Linked DNA regions of Ovis aries: region 2 is linked to region 1. The links are chromatin contacts, called in public Hi-C maps. All regions are on one chromosome and are shown on one strand. Each heading gives the region's core, a stretch centred on a gene start, on an enhancer-like site or on the middle of the called end of the contact. The rest is flanking DNA. Distances are from core to core; before and after follow the strand shown. Region 1 overlaps CCDC88C (coiled-coil domain containing 88C). Region 2 holds the start of CCDC88C (coiled-coil domain containing 88C).

The links. Hi-C and Micro-C count contacts between places; a contact is called where the count stands out from the background.
Region 2: a Hi-C map of muscle shows a contact between it and region 1, with 8 times the contacts expected there. The contact joins the promoter of CCDC88C here to the enhancer-like site in region 1. A contact is called at or near these places in 12 of 16 Hi-C or Micro-C datasets (blood, hypothalamus, liver and 5 more).

What each region holds. Positions count from the first base shown.
Region 1 is chr18:53,907,454-53,912,855 of ARS-UI_Ramb_v3.0, reverse strand. CCDC88C (coiled-coil domain containing 88C) reads left to right here. Exons shown (of 29, transcript XM_042235379.2): 11 at 979-1,125; 12 at 1,775-1,919. Among named protein-coding and RNA genes, the nearest start is that of GPR68, 54 kb to the right of the region's middle. Within about 2 kb of position 2,920, at least 5 of the 54 cell types and tissues checked have an H3K27ac peak or open chromatin away from gene starts, as enhancers often do.
Region 2 is chr18:54,002,518-54,007,919 of ARS-UI_Ramb_v3.0, reverse strand. It overlaps CCDC88C (coiled-coil domain containing 88C), which reads left to right and starts at 2,502. Exons shown (of 29, transcript XM_042235379.2): 1 at 2,502-2,684; 2 at 3,459-3,559. The coding sequence starts at 2,625. It overlaps LOC114109130 (a long non-coding RNA gene), which reads right to left and starts at 2,222. Exons shown (of 2, transcript XR_003585816.3): 1 at 1,465-2,222.

The sequences.
Region 1 (5,402 bases), core at 1,671-4,170:
AGCATATGTGTAAAATGCTTACATGCAAGCTGTTGATTGAACGAAAGAACAGCTCCCCCAACATCCTGATCAATGGAATGAATGTTGAGCTGAGAGGATTATTAGACTTAGCCCTTGAACTGGGACAGACTCTTAGCCCCACCCTTCCTTGTAAAGGAAATAGAGGCTCAGCAAGGGCCCAGAGCTGTCAGTGGAGTCCACTTGTCCAGCCAGGTGAGGTTATAGATGTCATATGCCTGTGCACCGTGGCCAGCAAAGAAAGTGTTACCTTCCTGGACTGATTTCATTTGTTATTATTTTTTTTAACTGGAGTATAATTGCTTTACAATGTTCTGTTAATTTCTGCTGAACCACAAAGTGAATCAGCTATTAAGTATACATATGTCCCCTCCCTCTTGGACCTCCCTCCCACCTGCACATCCCACCCCTCTGGGTAATCAATCATAGAGCACCAAGCCGAGCTCCCTGCTATGTAGCAACTTCCCACTAGCTCCCTATTTTACACTGGGTAGTGTGTATATTGGGCTTCCCTGGTGGTTCAGCAGCAAAGAATCCGCCTGCCAAGCAGAAGATCTGGGTTCGATCCCACACTGGTTTGATCCCTGGGTTGGGAAGATCCCCTGGAGACAGAAACAGCAACCCACTCCAGTGTTCTTGCCTGGAGAATCCCTTGGCCAGAGGAGTGTGGCGGGCTACAGTCCATGAGGTCGAAAAAGAATCGGACACAACTTAGTAACTAAGCAACAGCAACAGTGTGTGCACGTGTCAGATAATTCATGGATATTTTCTTTCAGTTGAGAAAGTCCGTGTGGCCTGACCTGATGAAAAAGGTGGCGATGCTCAAAAGTGGGGACAGAACTCTCTCAAGGCAGCAACCTTTCCCCTGGATTGTTTGTTTGGTCCAGAGACCTGGACGAGCTGTCATCACGAAGCAGGTGCCTTTATCTGATGGTTCTCATGTATGTTTTTGCTGCTCAGGAGCTGAGAGAAGATAATATCATTTTAATTGAAACCAAGGCCATGCTGGAGGAACAGCTGACGGCTGCTCGGGCCCGGGGCGATAAAGTTCACGAGCTGGAGAAAGAGAACCTGCAGCTGAAATCGAAGCTTCACGACCTGGAATTGGTATTGCAGGCTGCTGCCACACAGACCTGTCTAAACAGATTGGGGTGGTTTCAGGTTGTGCCACGTCCTTCTCTGATTTTTTCCGTCACGGTTTTGGTGCCGCTGCCAACACGGTAACACGCTGACTGCAGAGAGTAGCTCGCTCAGCTCGGCGGCCGGGGTGGGCCCCACTGGGCGCCCACAGACGGACAGAATGGGACTACCATGCTGGACTGCTCATGTATGGATGAGCTCATGTGTGTGTCTTTTGCAAGAGCCTCTGCTGGCTTTTATGGTGAGGTCTGAGCTGAGATCCCTGAGTTCCTTTCCAGGCTTCTCGAGGCATGTTAGGTGCCCTAGAGCCACGAAGCTGCCTGTCACCAGGGTTCTTGCTCTAAAGCCCTGGGTTATAAGTCACTTTGTTCAGACAGCATTCAGTTAGAGACCTGGGCGCTCCCATCACCCTCCGTTGCCAGCCAGTGTATCTTTCAGTGGCCGTAACTCCCAGCTGGGCCCTGGGCTAGACTCATTTCTCTTCGGGGAAGCGAGCAGGTGCCTAGAAGGCCTTCCATCCTTTAGGAATGGGGCCGGGGGTGGATACACGGGGGCCGGGGCCTGTCCAGAGGGGTCCCCCAGCCACATTCTCATTCCGTCCTTCTTCCCGTACTAGGACCGGGACACGGATAAGAAGCGAATAGAGGAGCTGCTGGAGGAGAACATGGTCCTGGAGATTGCTCAGAAGCAGAGCATGAACGAGTCGGCCCACCTCGGCTGGGAGCTGGAGCAGCTGTCCAAGAACGCAGACCTGTCAGACGGTAGGGGGCGCCCGGTGCCCAGGAGCCGTTCAGCCCGCGGCCGCTTCCTCATCCAGGGAGCCGAGCCCTGGGCTCTAAATCTTCCGTGTCAGGCCATCCATTCACCCCGAGTAAATAGGATTTCCTTCAAGTGCCATTTGGAACTGTTTCATTACCCTTCTCCCCAAGGAGAGCAGGAGGGGTCTGGCAGCCTTGATGTCAGGACATGAAACACAAATTAAGTGTTGCCAGCTTTCCCAGTTCCCATATGGACAGTCCCAGGAGCTTGCAGGTTAGCTCGCGCTGACACCCGGAGGGCATCAGAGCCCTATCTGTGGACGGTTGAAAGCCCTGCATGGCAGGAGACATCCCCAGCGGTCACTCATCCCCTCTATGAGTGTACCCTGGGCATTATTTTCTCGTTCATTTGCATAATTGGGCAAGACGGATGCAGTCTGTTCTCTGTCTCCCCGGGCAGGGGCTGCTAAGTGGCCGCTTCTCCCAGGACCCAGGCCTCTTCTGGCTTGCACCGCTGCCCCTGCTCGAGACAGACGGGGCGCCTCGGCCAGGGAAGGGTGGGTGGGGCAGCGGTCCGCGCTGCAGCAGGAAGCTTCGGTGCCCAGCAAACAATAAGCCAGTTCCTGTGTTCAGAAATAGCACACGTGCCTGTGATGGAGCGAGTTATTGTTTACTTAGAGCTGCGCAGAACGAGGCAGGGCTTTCGGCTGGGCTGGGAGTCACTTTTTTCAATTCCCACAAGCATCCCCCCAAACAGTAGAAAATTTGTTGAACAAAGCTGGAAAACATCTTCTCTTCGAGGGGTGTCCCATCAGTTCCAAACCAAACATCAGTTTGTTAAACTACCAGCCGGTGAGGGGAGTTAGTTTTATCTGTGCTTTGGGGCCTGTACCCTGTGCTGAGGTCTGAGGATGGGATCTCTTTGATTCCTGGCCCTGGGGGGAAGAGTAGGTCCATTGGAGAGGACCACTGCCCCCTGGTGGAGCAGAGAGGTGGTGCAGGCTGCCGGGGACAGTTCCAGACCTATTGAGAGTATTTCTGTAAGAGACCAGGGTGGCCTATGGGGGTTGGAAAGCCTTGCTCTTTCAGACTACTCAGTATAGTGTATGAGCCCTTTCAGATCAGTGAGCGTGATTTATTCTCAGTGTTCCCAACTCCTAGTGCTTCAGTTCAGTTCAGTTCAGTTCAGTCACTCAGTCATGTCTGACTCTTTGTGACCCCAGGAATCGCAGCACGCCAGGCCTCCCTGTCCATCACCATCTCCCGGAGTTCACTCAGACTCACGTCCATCGAGTCAGTGATGCCATCCAGCCATCTCATCCTCTGTCGTCCCCTTTTCCTCCTGCCCCCAATTCCTCCCAGCATCAGAGTCTTCCAATGAGTTAACTCTTTGCATGAGGTCCCAAAGTACTGGAGTTTCAGCTTTAGCATCATTCCTTCCAAAGAAATCCCAGGGCTGATCGCCTTTAGAATGGACTGGTTGGATCTCCTTGCAGTCCAAGGGACTCTCAAGAGTCTTCTCCAACACCACAGTTCAAAAGCATCAATTCTTCGGCGCTCAGCCTTCTTCACAGTCCAACTCTCACATCCATACATGACCACTGGAAAAACCATAGCCTTGACTAGACGGACCTTAGTCGGCAAAGCAATGTCTCTGCTTTTGAATATGCTGTCTAGGTTGGTCATAACTTTCCTTCCAAGGAGTAAGCGTCTTTTAATTTCATGGCTGCAGTCACCATCTGCAGTGATTTTGGAGCCCCCCCAAATAAAGTCTGACACTGTTTCCACTGTTTCCCCATCTATTTGCCATGAAGTGATGGGACCAGATGCCATGATGTTAGTTTTCTGAATGTTGAGCTTTAAGCCAACTTTTTCACTCTCCTCTTTCACTTTCATCTAGAGGCTTTTTCGTTCCTCTTCACTTTCTGCCATAAGGGTGGTGTCATCTGCATATCTGAGGTGATTGATATTTCTCCCGGCAGTCTTGATTCCAGCTTGTGTTTCTTCCAGTCCTTAGCTAGGAGCTATTGAACATTAGGTTGAATGAAGGCATAATGCAAGTAGAGCCTGAATGCACTTTTTCATGTGTGATTTGGTGGCTTCTTGAGTCAAGAAAGACCTGACTTAAAGTCCTGGCTCCTCCGCTTGTTAGCTGGGTGACCTCTTTTAGAACTCAGTTTCCTTATCTGCAAAGTGGGGATAACGAAGCTGCCTCACAGGAGGCGGTGGTGAAGCTCGATGCCATGCCTGGCCCACGGGCACAGTAAAGGATGCTGTTCTTACAGCCACTGTCTCACTAAAATAGATGCCATTACTCTGCTTGGGTGCTAATGAGCATAGCACTCAGTAATGAACTGTTGTGTCATTGTCATCATCTGTGAAGCACTGGCTTTTATGGAAGAGGAGAGGAGGCTTGTGGTCAGCTGTGTTGTTGAACTTGTAGACCCTTAGGAATTATTCCCCATGGGTACAGAGTTTCAGTCTGGGATGATGAGAAGGTGTGGAGGGGGACAGTAAAGATGGTTGCACATCACTGGGAATGCATCTAATGCTGCAGAGCTGTGCACTTTAAAATGGTGAACTTTATGTTATAATGTTTTACCCCAATAGAAAAATGTTCATTTTCCACAAATACCGTGGTACCATCCAAATGATCACAGGCTCTGAATTAGTGGAGTTTCGGTTGAGGTTTGTTTCACTTGTAGCATAGTTTCGTGTGTGGCGGGCGCATGTGCTTCTGTGTGTCAGCGCTGGACCTGGGCTGCGGACCTTTGTCCACCTCCCCTGCTGTGCTGCCTGTTGTTGCTTGGGGTCTTGAAGACGTTCAGGCTGGCGGGTTCTGAACTGCAGTTCTTGGTGGGAGATGAGAACTCAGAGAGGGTGGCAGATGCCTTTTAGACCTTAGGATATCCGCCCAGAGGATCTGAACACACACGTCTGTGTCCGGTTCGATGTGGGGGACGCCATCGCCCTGCCTGTATCCTTGCCCCTGGGGGTGATGAGTAAGAGGCAGGTAAGGGTGCAGCCCTGTTTTCAGATCAGGCTCCCAGAGCCCAGTATGTGGCACTGTTGAGACAAGTGAGGACAGTACAACCCCAGCCCTTTCTTTCAAGGGCTTTCATTCACACTCCTTTCTCCTCCTGGAAAAGTCCCATGACTTACCTAAAATCCCGTGGCTTACCTAAAGTCATGCACCCGCTGGTGGCAGGAAGAAGCTAAGAACTCCCGTTCCTGACTCTCAGGTTTGTGCCTACTGCCCGCCTTCTCCATATGCTGAGCTATTTGAAGGGAACCCGCTCAGGGGTCCCCAGCCCCCAGGTCGCAGACTGGTACTGGTCCACGTCCCCTCCCCCACCCTGGTCTGTGGACGAATTGTCTTCCATGAAACCAGTCCCCGGTGCCAAAAAGGTTGGGGACCGCTGGAATAAATAATCTTCCTCTTTCTGGCTTTAGCTTGTATTTTCATCACATTTAGGTTTTGTTTTG
Region 2 (5,402 bases), core at 1,253-3,752, 95 kb before region 1:
GAAACTCAAGGGTTGGTCTGGATGGACAGGGGACGGAGGGTTACTGCTTAGTGGTTAATAGACGGTTTGTGTGTTTGCTTCCTGAAGTTTATGGCCAACTCGATGGAGACATAAGGGAAACAATTCTTATTAAAATAATGGCAGATGGGGGTGGCGGGGGGGAGTGGCAACAGATGAGGAGGAGACAGTGAGGAAGATTCCTTTATAGACCTTTTTACACCCCATCACCTGAACTTCAAAATTACCCTGTAAAGTCACCCAGGAAACTCCTTACTCTGATCTTACGGAGTGACAGGGTTTCTAGGAAGTGCCTTGTCCAGCTCATCCAACCCTGTGAAGCCTTCCACTCCTGCAACCTGGGCACCATCCAGTTTACCTGACACCCTGCCCCCCCAGGAAACAAGGATGCTCAGTCAGCTCGCTCCCAACGGAATAAAATGGGGTTGAGCCAATGAACTGCGGATACATCAGTGACAATGAATCAACACAGCAGCTAACTGACCCCCAAACAGAAATTCCTGACATATTTGTGGCCCAGGAGGTGTCGGTGTCCTCAGCAACAACTGTCAGAAAGGCATTTGTCAAATGTATTTCCTAGTGTGAAAGATTATGCTTATCTAATAATTTTAAAGATCGCCTCCTTGTCTTTCCAGAATAGCTGGGATCAATATGAAAAAAAAAAAAATCCCAGCCGCACAGAACAGGGGCCTTTTAAACAGAGGTGGGCATAAATACATATTTTATCTATTTTCCAACTGATTTCATGATATAGGCAATTAGGGATTATTGAATTTCTGGTGCACAAAGAAACCACATAAGCTCGAAATTTTAGTTCTTCTCAGTCTCCAATTTTCCCTTCCATCATCCTGAATTCGGCACTTCTTTTTAGGGATGCCCTGCATTGGAGAAGGAAATGGCAACCCACTGTAGTGTTCTTGCCTGGAGCATCCCAGCGATGGGGAAGCCTGGTGGGCTGCCGTCTATGGGGTCGCACAGAGTCGGACACGACTGAAGCGACTTAGCAGCAGCACCAGCAGTTGACTTGGCTGACTTCCCGGGTGGCTCAGCGGTAAAATATCTGCCTGCCAAAGCAGGAGACCCAGAAAGATTTCCTCCTGGAGGAGGAAACATGCAACCAACTCCAGTATTCTTGGGAATTTCCATAGACAGAGGAGCCTGGCAGGGCCACAATCTCACCCCCTCACCCGCTCAAGTACCACGGAACTCGGCTGCAATTCCACATTTCACCGGCAGATGCCGCAGCCCCAACGCTTGACAGAGTCAACTTTCACATGCAAACCAGCAGCCATTTAGCGCCTACTGTATACTTGCCACCAATTATGCTAGGCGCTTTCAGGCCAATACAGCATCGGTGGGCTCACCTGGGAAACTCTTGAGGATTCGACTAGTTTAACTGTGTAAAATGTTTTGAACAATGACTGAATCGTAGTGTGAAATTATTACCGGCCCAAGGAGAGGTAGAGACCGCCCGATCCACCGCAGCTGTCTCAGCAGAGAGGTTGTGGGTCTGGGCCCAGGGCTGGCTTTCCATCCAGCTGGGGCACTTGTCCTCTTTCCTGTCGCCTACCACCAAGCTGCCGCTACGTCCTCCAGGTAGGAATCCGGAATCCGGCTTCACTCTTGGCAAAGCGGCGGTGGTGTTGGGGTTGGAGGGAGGGGGTGTCCCAGTTGGGCCGGGTCCAGGTCGGGGCGGCCACAACACCCGTTTTTCTGCGGGAACTTCTAAAAGGCTAGCAGCCTGGGAGGTGGTAAGGTGGGGCGCAAGAGGTCGCGCTCCTACGGCTTAAACTCAGCACCAACTTTCCTCCTCTGACTTCCGGGCCTGCGCCCCACCTGCCCACGAGGCCGACCCCAGCACCTGAGGCTGGCGGGCTTGGGCCTGTCGTCACGGAGCCGAACGGGGCCTCGGCGGCACCTGGGAGGCTCCGCGCGGCCGATGGGCTGCACCTGCCTGGGGGCCGGCAGCCTGGCGGTGGCGGGCTCCGCTGGGCCTCCAGCGTGCGGTGTGCCCGAATTGACCTGGGTGGGCAGCGCGCTCTGCTCTCCTTCGGTCTCCCACGCGCGCACCCGGGGAGGCAGAGGCCGGGACCCACGCTCTCTTGCTCTCGGGCCCGCAACGGGCTCCCGGGCTGGTGGCCGACGCACGCGCGCAGCGAGGAGCCACGTGTTGGGGCCCCAAGCCCGCCGAGGCAGCGCTCTCTGCATCTGCGCGCGGCGGCAGCCCCACGTGCGGGCGGCCGGGACGCCCCCTCCCCCTGCACACGTGCGGGCCGCTGCCCCCTCCCGGCGCCCCCGCGCCGCCGCGCCCGCGCCGGGACTCCCTGCTCCAGCACCGCGAGGCGGCGCGCCGATCGCCCAGGGCCGCCAAGGGGCGGGGCCGCCGCCCGCATTGTTCCTCCCCGAGCGGCAGGCCCTCCCCTTCCCCCAGCCCCGGGCGGGGCGCGGGGCCGCCGAAGCCGCGGAACGTGGGCTCGCGCCCCGCCTTTGTCTCCCGGGCGCGAGCCGCCGCAGCCCCGCGCCCGCCGGTCGCTGCCAGAGCCGCTTTGTGCCTCGGCGCGGGGGACGGGGACGCGGGGCGCGGAGCCGGCGGGCGCAGCCTCAGCATGGACGTGACGGTCTCGGAGCTCATGGAGCTCTTCCTGCAGAGCCCGCTGGTGACCTGGGTGAGTGTGCCTGGCTCCCCGCCCCATTGTTGGGGCACCGGCTCCTCTCCCGCCCGCTGGCGATCGCAGTTAAACCCGACCCAGCCGGGGCCCCGGGTAGCCCCTAGACCCAGAGGACTCATCAAGTGCCCTCCGCCCCCCACCCCCCACCCCCAGCCAGGGTCGGGGTCAGTGTCCCGGGGTCTGGGGTTATTTCCAACTCTGGAGACGGCGCGCCGGGTGCAGGACCCCGCCTCGCTCTCGGCCGGGCGGGGGTGCTGAGCGGGTACACCTGTTCCCGCCAGGGCGTTGGGCCGGCGGCCCTGGAGCGACAGGGTCCTAGTGGTCACCCTGGGCGCATGGCTTGACCGCTTGGAAAAAGGACCCACTCCCCTAAGATATCCTCGTGTAGTTTCTGAACCCCTGAGGCCAGCGGGTGGAGAGCAGTGGAGATTAGGGGGTTTCCAGTAAGAACGTGTACAGGCTAGGGTGGGCGCTGTGATTTCCAATAGATCTGAGACGTGAGAAATTTGTTGAAAAGTACCCTTTATTTTATTTTCTTTCCGCTCTGAGACGCCGCAAAAAAGTGGCGAGGAAGTTTTCTTCCTGCTGTCTCTCTTCTGTTGCCTGGCACGGGGAGGGGGATCGAGGCCCGAGAGAAGCGTGCTGTGGAAGGGTGGGTGGCCGTGGGTGACTCCCTTCTGCCCCCAGGGGCTCTGCCCGCCTGGAGAGCTTTAGACTGAGCACGTGGGGGTGACTTTTACTGCCTTACTCTCCGCGTTCCCCTCCCCGCAGGTGAAAACTTTTGGCCCATTCGGAAGCGGCAACCAGGACAACCTGACCATGTACATGGATTTAGCGGATGGCATCTTTCTGAACCAAATCATGTTGCAAATGTGAGTTACCTTCCGGGAGCAAGGAAGGAACGATGCCTCGGAAAGTTGAATTTACGGTTGTAGAAATGGAATGTGAAGTTGCAGGGTTCTCTGCATGTGGGCTCACTGGTATTTCGGTATTAATGGTGTCTTTTCCTGGTTTGTTGGGTGTGAAGAACTCCAGGACAGTGGTTTGGTCAGATGTTTGGTGAAAGGAATTTGAAATTGAGTGACTGTCATCCACATGTTGCAATTGACTTGGAACTCAGGGACTTAAGTGTTGTTTGACAATGACAAGGAAAAAAAAGAAAAACCTTTCTTTTGGGGGGCAAGGAGCTGTAACGGAGAGTGTCTGGTTACAGGAAGTGTCGGGTGGGACCAGAGCATCCGCGAGTGACTATAAAGTTTCATTCGAGGTCAGGACGCCTGTGTTTCTGCCTCCCTTTCATCTTGTGTTTCCAGTTGCCCCAGAGCAAGTGCAATTGGTTAAGGTTCCTTCTTATAAACTGGATTGAAAAGTCACTGTGTTGGGAGGGGCCTGGGGAGCCAGGATGCTTTGGTGCTGTTTGTCTTGAGGCATGGGTTTAAACGGAGTTTTGGTGGAGGTTACACCTGCTAGCATGTTTGACCGCATCCTTTCCTGTTGCTGCATTCTGCCGCGCCTGTCTGATTGACAGCCTGCCACAAGTAGGTGTTGCCTCCTGCCACTGCGTTCTGTTTTTAACTCAGAAAGTGCAGGGAACGTATCGGAACTGAGTGTCTGTATGATTCACAGGCACTTGGAGCAAATGTTCTTTGTGGATCAGGCCCCTGTGCTCACCTACTCACCTGCAACTAAGCAGGTTGTCATCTTGAGCCAGGAACTTATTAGCTGATGAGAATCAGCTGCATTTGTGGCCCCCTGTGGGAGGAGGAGCAGTCAGCTTTGGTATATTCCGAAAGAGGTTTAAATAGATCTACCTACAAAGATCTATTTTAAACAATTTCCTGAGGTCATTGGTCCTGTGGCGTAATAAGTTACTTGATGTCATGCTGTGGCAGAGACATCTCAGTCTTAATGTTTTTTAAGACGCTACCAGTGTTACCTGTTTTGAGTTTGATTAGATTCTAAAATGACGACTCTCTTGTCAGCTTGGCAGTACTTCTTGGTTCACAAGAAGGAGTTTTCCTGGGGTTGTCTCATGGCATATTCAAGTTCTGGCATCTATTTCCCCTCCTCATCCTGCTAGACCCCCCAAAATTGCTGGATTCCAATTGGTGCAACAACCAGTGAAATTTCAACCTGTCCTGTTTAATTAAAAAAACCAGCAGTATCCCCGGCTTTTTCATCAGGGTTTTACACCCAGGCGAGGTGGAGAACAAAAGCCCTGGGACTGTTTCTCTTTCTTCCCTGACCTTTGGAATTCCTGAAGCGTTTACCACTTGCTTGTAAATCAGGAAAGCCTGTTGGACCATTCCTTTGAGAAATGCCAGCTCATCACTTGTTCACACTTGGCCCCGAAGCTAAATGCAGTTTGAAGGGCTTCTCCCTTCCCCTTGACAATTTTCTGTGTTCCTTTCTCCCCTGTGATGTGCCACGGTAATGGTCCTGCAAGTGAGAACTGGTATGTTTGCAGCTTCTCAGGCCTCAAGCAATGGTTCTGGGTCCTCTGGCCAGAGTTAGGCACCAAGAAAGAGAGCAGTGGGGAAGCTGGGTGGCTTTCTAGAAGGACATAAGGAGGGAGAGGTGCCACTTGTATGCGGTTTACTTAGTGGGTGATCAAAATAACCCTGCTCCAGGCGACAAATCAGCATTGTCTGCTCTTGGAAGTAGGTAGGGGTTGATCGGAAAGGGGGCACAAGGGAACTTCTTTTCTTTAATATT